Regions from separate parts of the Gossypium raimondii genome. Here region 1 is linked to region 2. A link is a contact called in public Hi-C data. All regions are on one chromosome and are shown on one strand. The core of a region is the stretch at or near the end of the contact, and the rest is flanking DNA. Distances in the headings are between cores, read along the strand shown.

Region 1 (3,529 bases), core at 814-3,313, 140 kb before region 2:
TAGTTTGTTTTTCATTTATTAGCTATGATTAACTTCGAATATTTCCTGTTGAATCACTAAATTTTATGTAAAGTCACAAAATGTTGCATAACTCCAATTCGAGTTAGCCTACTACTCTGAGCCCTATTTGACTTGTTTAACCAACCTGTTAAATTAGACCATAAGGATGGCATGGTAGTGGATGGTGCAAGTTTGGATACCCACGTATTCAGATAATATTTGGATATTAATATCGAACCTGCTACCAACCCTAGTTAGATATTGAGAAAATAGTTGAGAAACAGTGTATCATCAGGGCAGGCCTGCCCTAACTTTCACATATAAATAGTTTATTCCCAAGTTTGGCATAAATTATTAATGGGTTTTAATATCCCTATGTCTTGAATCTCTTCTTTCATAAGCATCCATTCTCTTAAGGTGGCATCATGTATTTATGTCTGATTTACAATTTGGGTTTAATGTTGTTTTGAATTCGTGATTTACAATCTGCAGATATGAAGCTTTTGGTGGAGTTATACAAGCAGGTAATGGCTGAAACAGTTCCCATAGAGAAATGTAATAATGCAGCAGTAAACCAACCAGTGCCAAGTGAATCTGGAATGAAGCAGAACCCAGAAGAGCAGCCACAACTTGTTAAGCCGGCAATATCTTCCGAAAACAATGCTTTTCGGTCAAGTAGTGTCTTAGATAAACAACAATCCGAAAATGGTGAAGCTCCCGGGTCATATATTGTTGGGGGATCAGCATTCGGGTGGAACTTTATTACCTTTACAGGTAACAAATCAGTCTATTATGGAGTAACCAAGGAATTATTTCGTAGTGCTCAAGCAAGTTTAGGTGAGTGACGTGTTTCTGATATGTATTGTTGGCTAAATAATGACTTTAACAGTAAATGCTTTTGGAGCTCTACCTTAATATTAACATCAAATGATTGTAGTGAAACGTGCTTATTAGGGTTTCAAGACGTATGTACGTATGTATGATTTTTTGCATTGCTCGATACTGATCTTTTTTATTAATAGCATTACAGAATAAAGAAATAAAGGCTAGAAAGCCCCTGGGACAAAGGAACAAGTAAAGTCCATAGTTAAACATAATGTAAAGAATTGGTACGATTGCTTGATCGAAAGTCCAGTAGTAGACCAAGAAAACTTGTCGTATCCTTACATCTTAAGATATAGAGGATGACAAAATCTCGCATCCTTTGAAGAGGCGATGGCCTCGATCAGGTCTCCCACCAAGAAAAGTTGAGGGCCTACACAAGGCCAAGATATTATTTCTCCAAAAAGTCCTCTTTAAGCCGGAAAAAACAAGCGGAGGCAAAGGAGACATCCGACAACCAACAAGGAAAGGGAGAGGAGGAAATGGAGGGAGAAGAAAGGGAGAGGAGGGGTAAATGGGGAGATATGGAAGAAAGAGAGAAAAGGGCGTTTGGGAGAAGGCCAGCATGGAGGGGGCGATGATGGGTTGCCCACTGGCCACCAAGGAAGCGCAAAAGGGTAAGACCAAGGAAGAGTGAAGGAGGAGAAGCGTTTAGGGGAAGAGTTTTTCACAATGTATTACTTTTAACGAAGTAAAAAATTACAGATACTCGTTTCGTTGTTATCCTTAAAAAGTTCCTCATTAGTTATGTGAATGGAGTAAATACGTAAATTGCAAAGTAATTAGACACAGAATATTAATGTTTATATGTTGTATCAGCTAATCCATAATATCAATATCATATAAACACAAAATATTAGTGTTCATTGATTAGGTCAAGTCAAGTCAAGTCTAGGTTGGGTTAATTTATAGTATCAATATTATATGTACTTAATCTTGATTTGGGTGAAAATATAAACCTTAAATTTTATACAAACTTATTCATAATCATATTATTACTGTCCTTGATGTTGATTTTCATCTCATTGCCATTCTTATCAAAGATAATCTCAGCCCCCAACCCATTCAAATGGACCCAACGGTGGTCAATGGGCATAATGTCAGGCCCAAAAGTTACCAATTTTCGCGAAAGAACAAAAGGTTAGAACTGAGAAGGCAATAGTGAGAAACTAGAAAATTTAAGAGGCGAAAACGCCAAAAAAAGGAGAAGTACAAAACACTCCATGTCCTAAAAACCAAATAAAGAATTAAAAGAAAAAAAAACCACCCAGATAAAGGTTAGGGTTAGATTTAAGCACAGAAGAGGAAGAGCAGTGAAATTGGAGGCGGTGCCTACGAAGGAATATGTCGAAGAAGAATAATTTATCTCGTAGGAAAAAGCAGCACGAATTCGATCTCCAAAGTACGAATTTCTTCAATTATTTACCCTTTCTCCTTTGGGTTTTCTTTTCAGTGATTTATGATTTTGTGTTTGTCTTGTCGAATTAGGGGAGAGAGAAGAGAAAGACAAGAAGGTTAAGAAGCTTCAAGCGAAGAAGAATAAGATGAAGGTAAAGCCTTTTATTCTTTCATTTGTTAATAAATTTTATTTATTTAAGGACTTATATCATGGATAAATCTGTAATGTTAATTAGGTTGATGGTAGTGAGAAGAAAAAGAAGAAAGGTGGAAGTGGGTTTCAAGTAGGGAAAAGAAAATTGAAGACCAAGTTAACTGAAGTTGCTAAAGCTAAAGCAGCTCAAGCAATGGAGCTTGACAAATGAGCTTCATGGTTATGTAATTTTAGAGGGAATATTCAATATCCTCTTCTTCTTCTTTTTATTTCTGTTAAATTTTGATTATTGAGATGAATGCATATGTTAGCTTGAGAAATGAGAATCTTTTTGGGTATGACAGCATAATATTGGTTAATGAATCTATTTTAGCAAATCAATTTTCTTAGTTAAAAATGTATATCAGTTTGGAGTACATGGAAAGTGAGACAATATAATTGCTTCCATTGATGGTTATTTAAGTGCTAGTGTGCAACAGTGCGTTAAAGAGGATGGCAATACTTATGAATGTTTATATTACGGTTTTAGTAAATTTCGCTAGCTATTTGATGAAGTTCAACTTGGCATGGTAGCTTACCCTTTTCGTTTAACAGCAAGTCAAATGTAATGTTTTTGTTAAAGAGTTTTATGATCTATGCTGTGGCCAATGATGGAAATTTTGGGAAATGCTGTTGACATTTGATGAATAAATTTGGAAAGATAGGAAATTGCTTTGCATGTTTGCATTGTTAGTAATGGGTAGATGGGGTAAATCAAGCCATCGGTTCAGTTGCAAACTTGCATGGGTTTTTAGTTATTTGGCATAAGATTTAGGGTGGGTGGTCTGGTTTTTTCATAGTTCATTGTTGAATGGTCAAATATTGAATGGTATAGAGTTTCATATTGTTGTCTTTCTTACTAGGAAAGGACATCTAATGAAAAAGTTTAGCCAAGACACATTAACGTGCCTCTGATCAAATGGGTTTGAGCTTTAGATGAACTTTTTTGCTCCTTGTTTTTTGGTTTGAGAAAGGACCATTCATAGATTAAGGAACAATTCGATACGTAACATGCCCTTCGGAGTCAGCTTGGATCAAAGGGATCAAACATTCAAT
Region 2 (3,785 bases), core at 686-3,185:
TCACCATTGAGAGGGTTCCAGATAGTCAGTATTACGTCAATAAACGCATCGTTTTCTACTAAAATTAGTTCGTATTGATATTGGTCTATTTCGAGATATCTGTTTGAATTTATCAATATTTTTAACAATTATAAAATAAATGATATTGAATAAATTTTAAATGTAAAATAATTATTAATTATATCAAATATCCTTAATAAACTCCACGAATAAAATTTACGATTCAATAAATTCAAATTTAATAAGAAAAAAATTCAAAGGGTGAGGATTTTTTATATAAAAGAAGTTGGATGATGACATGAGTAAGGATTTTTTTTTATAATCGGGTAAGTGAATTTTTATTATATTTTAATTTTTATATTTTAAATGTAAAAATATTCACTAGAAAGAAATCTAAAAATATTAAATTTTACTTTTTTTAATTAATACATTTCAATTAAATCTTTAATATAATAGGAAATAGTATGCATCGGCGGATACTATCAGGACGAACTGGTAGATCAATACAGGCTAAAATTTTCCCAATACAGAAAAGGATGTTGTTTCTTCCGCTTTAACACGGAAACAATGCGCATCTAGCGGTGGAACCCAACCGAAGGAAATTTCTATGACAGTACACATTTAGAAGGGAGAAAATGGTAAAATCTTTGACTGACCTGAACGTATAGGAGGGTGTTCCAGTTATTTTTGTCGGTAGCATTGCATTTCATAAGGTCCTTCCTAGCAGGGGCGACGCTGGGGTTCCCTCTCCAATAAGCATAAGGCACCCTTTCCTTCCACTTCCTCCTCTCGTTGCCCTTCTTTATCTCCTTCAATACATTTCTCCACGGCCTTATATTGGTCTCAGGCCTAATAACAAATTAACCATTTCACACTCTTAGTTTCATAAACACTAAAAAGAATAGCAATCGTATATATTTTGTAAATTAATCCATTATTACCAGCCCCAAAAGGACCAATCCGGGAACACAATGTCCAAGCTCCATTCATCAGCACAATACCGAAACAACGGCGGTGGTCGGGCATTTGGACCCTGAAAATCCCTTGAACGAACCACCGGCCGATCATCACAATCGAACATCAGCTCCAAGTCCGGCAACCTTCCAGGGTACATCCTTAGAAGCTGCAATATACCCCACAAAGTGAACTTATCTCTGGTCTGTATCGAGTTCCTGTATTTCTCTACGTATGCTTTTCCCTTCACTATCACCAGCCTGAAATGCGCCGTCTTGCGTGCACCCTCGATCATGTCTCGGCTGATCCCTGTCTGCTTCCAGTGCCGTAAATCTTCATGGATCCATCGGAAGAACGACGGGCATTCAACTTTTGATGTGTTCATGGGTGGAATACCGGTGGTGGTAGGATAGTCCTTCCGACATGTTTGTGTCTGGTTTTCAGTGGAACATTCGAGTGGGAACTCGGGCTTGTGTCTTGCCGTTGTTGATTTGGAACCCACGACCATGTTTTGATATGAAGAAACACCTGAAAAGAAGGACTACATAGAAAAAAAAACAGCTATAAACATACGTATGCATATACATATATATAATTAAGGGTTGTGCTAGACTTACAATATCAAGCCAACCAACGGTAACCATCAGAACGGTAATGAGAAAGACAGCGATGATTGTGGAAGCCGCCGCCTTCTTGACGGGCCAACAAGGCGTATTGATAATGGGTTTTTGTAACTCCAACATGGACATAAGACAGAAACCAGTTTGATGGTTCTGATTATTATTATTGTTCCTTTTCATTCTTCCATGGATGGAGGGCTTGTCATCGTCCAATTCTTGTTTAACATGGTATTTCTTCTTTATACCTAACATTGTTAAGCTCAAAGCCCCTTCAAACTTCTCCACCTCGACCAAACCAGGATCGATCCTTTATCAGCTAATAGACCAAATTAAGAAGGGCAGGCCAAGGGCGGAATTGAATGTCGTTTAGGTTTATGTATTAAGGTCAAATGAAACCTTCTTAATGACTTTAAAAAGTTTGGTTATGTGGGGAAAGTCGAAGCTAGAGGTAAACTATAGGTTTAATTTTGTTATTAGTCCCTATACTATGCAAAAATTATGGATTTAATCATTATACTTTAATATGATCAAATTTAGACTTGTACACTTTAAATTGGTCAATTTTAGTCCTTATACTTTTTGAATTTTAAAATTTTAGTCTTGGACAAAATAGTAGAAGTTAAATTTGTTCTGTTAGATTCAATTAGTAGTCTTGTATTATATGTACAATTGTAGACTTAGCTCATATTCTTTAATTGGATCATTCTAAGTTTATATACTTTTGAAATTTTAATTTTGAAACAAATGATAGTTATTAATCTATTAATTGATTTTTTTAGTGAGTAATATGTGAAAATAATAAGCTAACATGGCATTACACAATGATAATATGTTTGTCGCATTAGATTTTGGAAATAATAGACCTTAATCGAATGAATTTAACAGTTATTATTTGGTGAAGACTAAAATTTAAAATTTTAAAAAGTACAAAAACTAAAAATGACAAAATTCAAATACAATAACTAAATCCACAACTTCGTAGAGTACAGGGGCTAATAGCAAAATTTATCCAAAACCATATATAAATCTCTGGCCTATATTTAATAAACAATATCAAAGAAGGCATGACTTGGTGGCAAATAAACATGTGGTAAGGCACACAGTCTCACATTTCGCATGGAGGAGAACGTTAATTTTGGTTAATATTTTTCTTGCTTTTAAAACGGAGATGGATGTTATCACGTTTTCATTCACATTTTTTTTTTGCTCCTTTAAACAATACATCATACTCGTGAGCAACGGTTCTCGAATTCCAGTCTAAAATTTTATTTATTTATTTTTTGCGTTAGTTAAAATTATTCTAAACCATTTTATATGATCAATGCATTTATTTATAATTAGTATAAAAATATCAATAACTATAAAATTAAATAAATATTATAATAATATTATAACGTAAAATAATAAAAAAATTAAACACATCACACTAAAAATAAATATGGATCGAAAACGCCCTCCATTCAAAAATGGATGAACTATTAGTTCATTTTTCCTAGTGCTATTCTACCGAACAAAGGATTACAACAAAACACAGAATTTAAGGCTCTGCTTTGTGTTGCCTATTACCTAAAACAAAGTGGACATTTTTTGGGTATTAATTTCTTTTGTCCAAATGAAACAACATATTAACATAAAGAAGAAAAAGGAAGCAACTTTGATTTGCTTAAATAAATGTAAATCCACAACTTGTTTTGGGTTGAATGCACTGTCACTCAATCTAAGTAGTAAGATTTTTTTGTGGGAAAGAATTATAAGTCAGAGGCTAAATAATAAGTGTAATATATTGAAATGGGTCTTCTGATAATTTTAACTCAATTCTTCTGTTACGTATATCCTTAATGGTTCTATCTGTAATTTTGTTCTCTTCATGAGGGATATGCTGAATACTCCACTGACTTAGAAGTTTCAAAAGATAATGGATTGATCTCGATCTCCATCTTGAATAACATTAACTGCTTTGATACTATCTATCTGAATTAAAATTCTTTCAAATCTCTGATCAAAAGCGAGTTTCAACCCGTCAAGAATGCCCCAAAGCTCAGAATAAAAGACAGAACAATTACTCAAATACCTAGTAAAGCCAATAATTCATCTTCCATTATGATCCCGTAAAAACCCTCTTAACTGTAGCGAACTCGTCTTCTGTTCTATAAGTAATAAGACTTTTGATGTGAAGTAATAGACAAGTTATTTTTTATGGAAAAATTTGTT

What was found. A called contact is a pair of places that touch in the nucleus more often than the background predicts.
Region 1: a contact with region 2 is called in a Hi-C map of leaf, with 3 times the contacts expected there. The contact joins the promoter of LOC105791601 here to the promoter of LOC105791596 in region 2. A contact is called at or near these places in 2 of 2 Hi-C or Micro-C datasets (both in leaf).

Annotation. Positions count from the first base shown.
Region 1 is chr8:44,974,100-44,977,628 of ASM2569854v1, reverse strand. It overlaps LOC105791601 (mediator of RNA polymerase II transcription subunit 2), which reads left to right and starts at 2,063. Exons shown (of 3, transcript XM_012619742.2): 1 at 2,063-2,284; 2 at 2,371-2,432; 3 at 2,517-2,811. The coding sequence starts at 2,227. The coding sequence ends at 2,645. LOC105791602 reads left to right here. Exons shown (of 3, transcript XM_012619743.2): 3 at 493-1,000. The coding sequence ends at 845.
Region 2 is chr8:44,837,306-44,841,090 of ASM2569854v1, reverse strand. LOC105791596 reads right to left here and starts at 1,935. Exons shown (of 6, transcript XM_012619721.2): 1 at 1,572-1,935; 2 at 942-1,495; 3 at 657-849. The coding sequence starts at 1,826.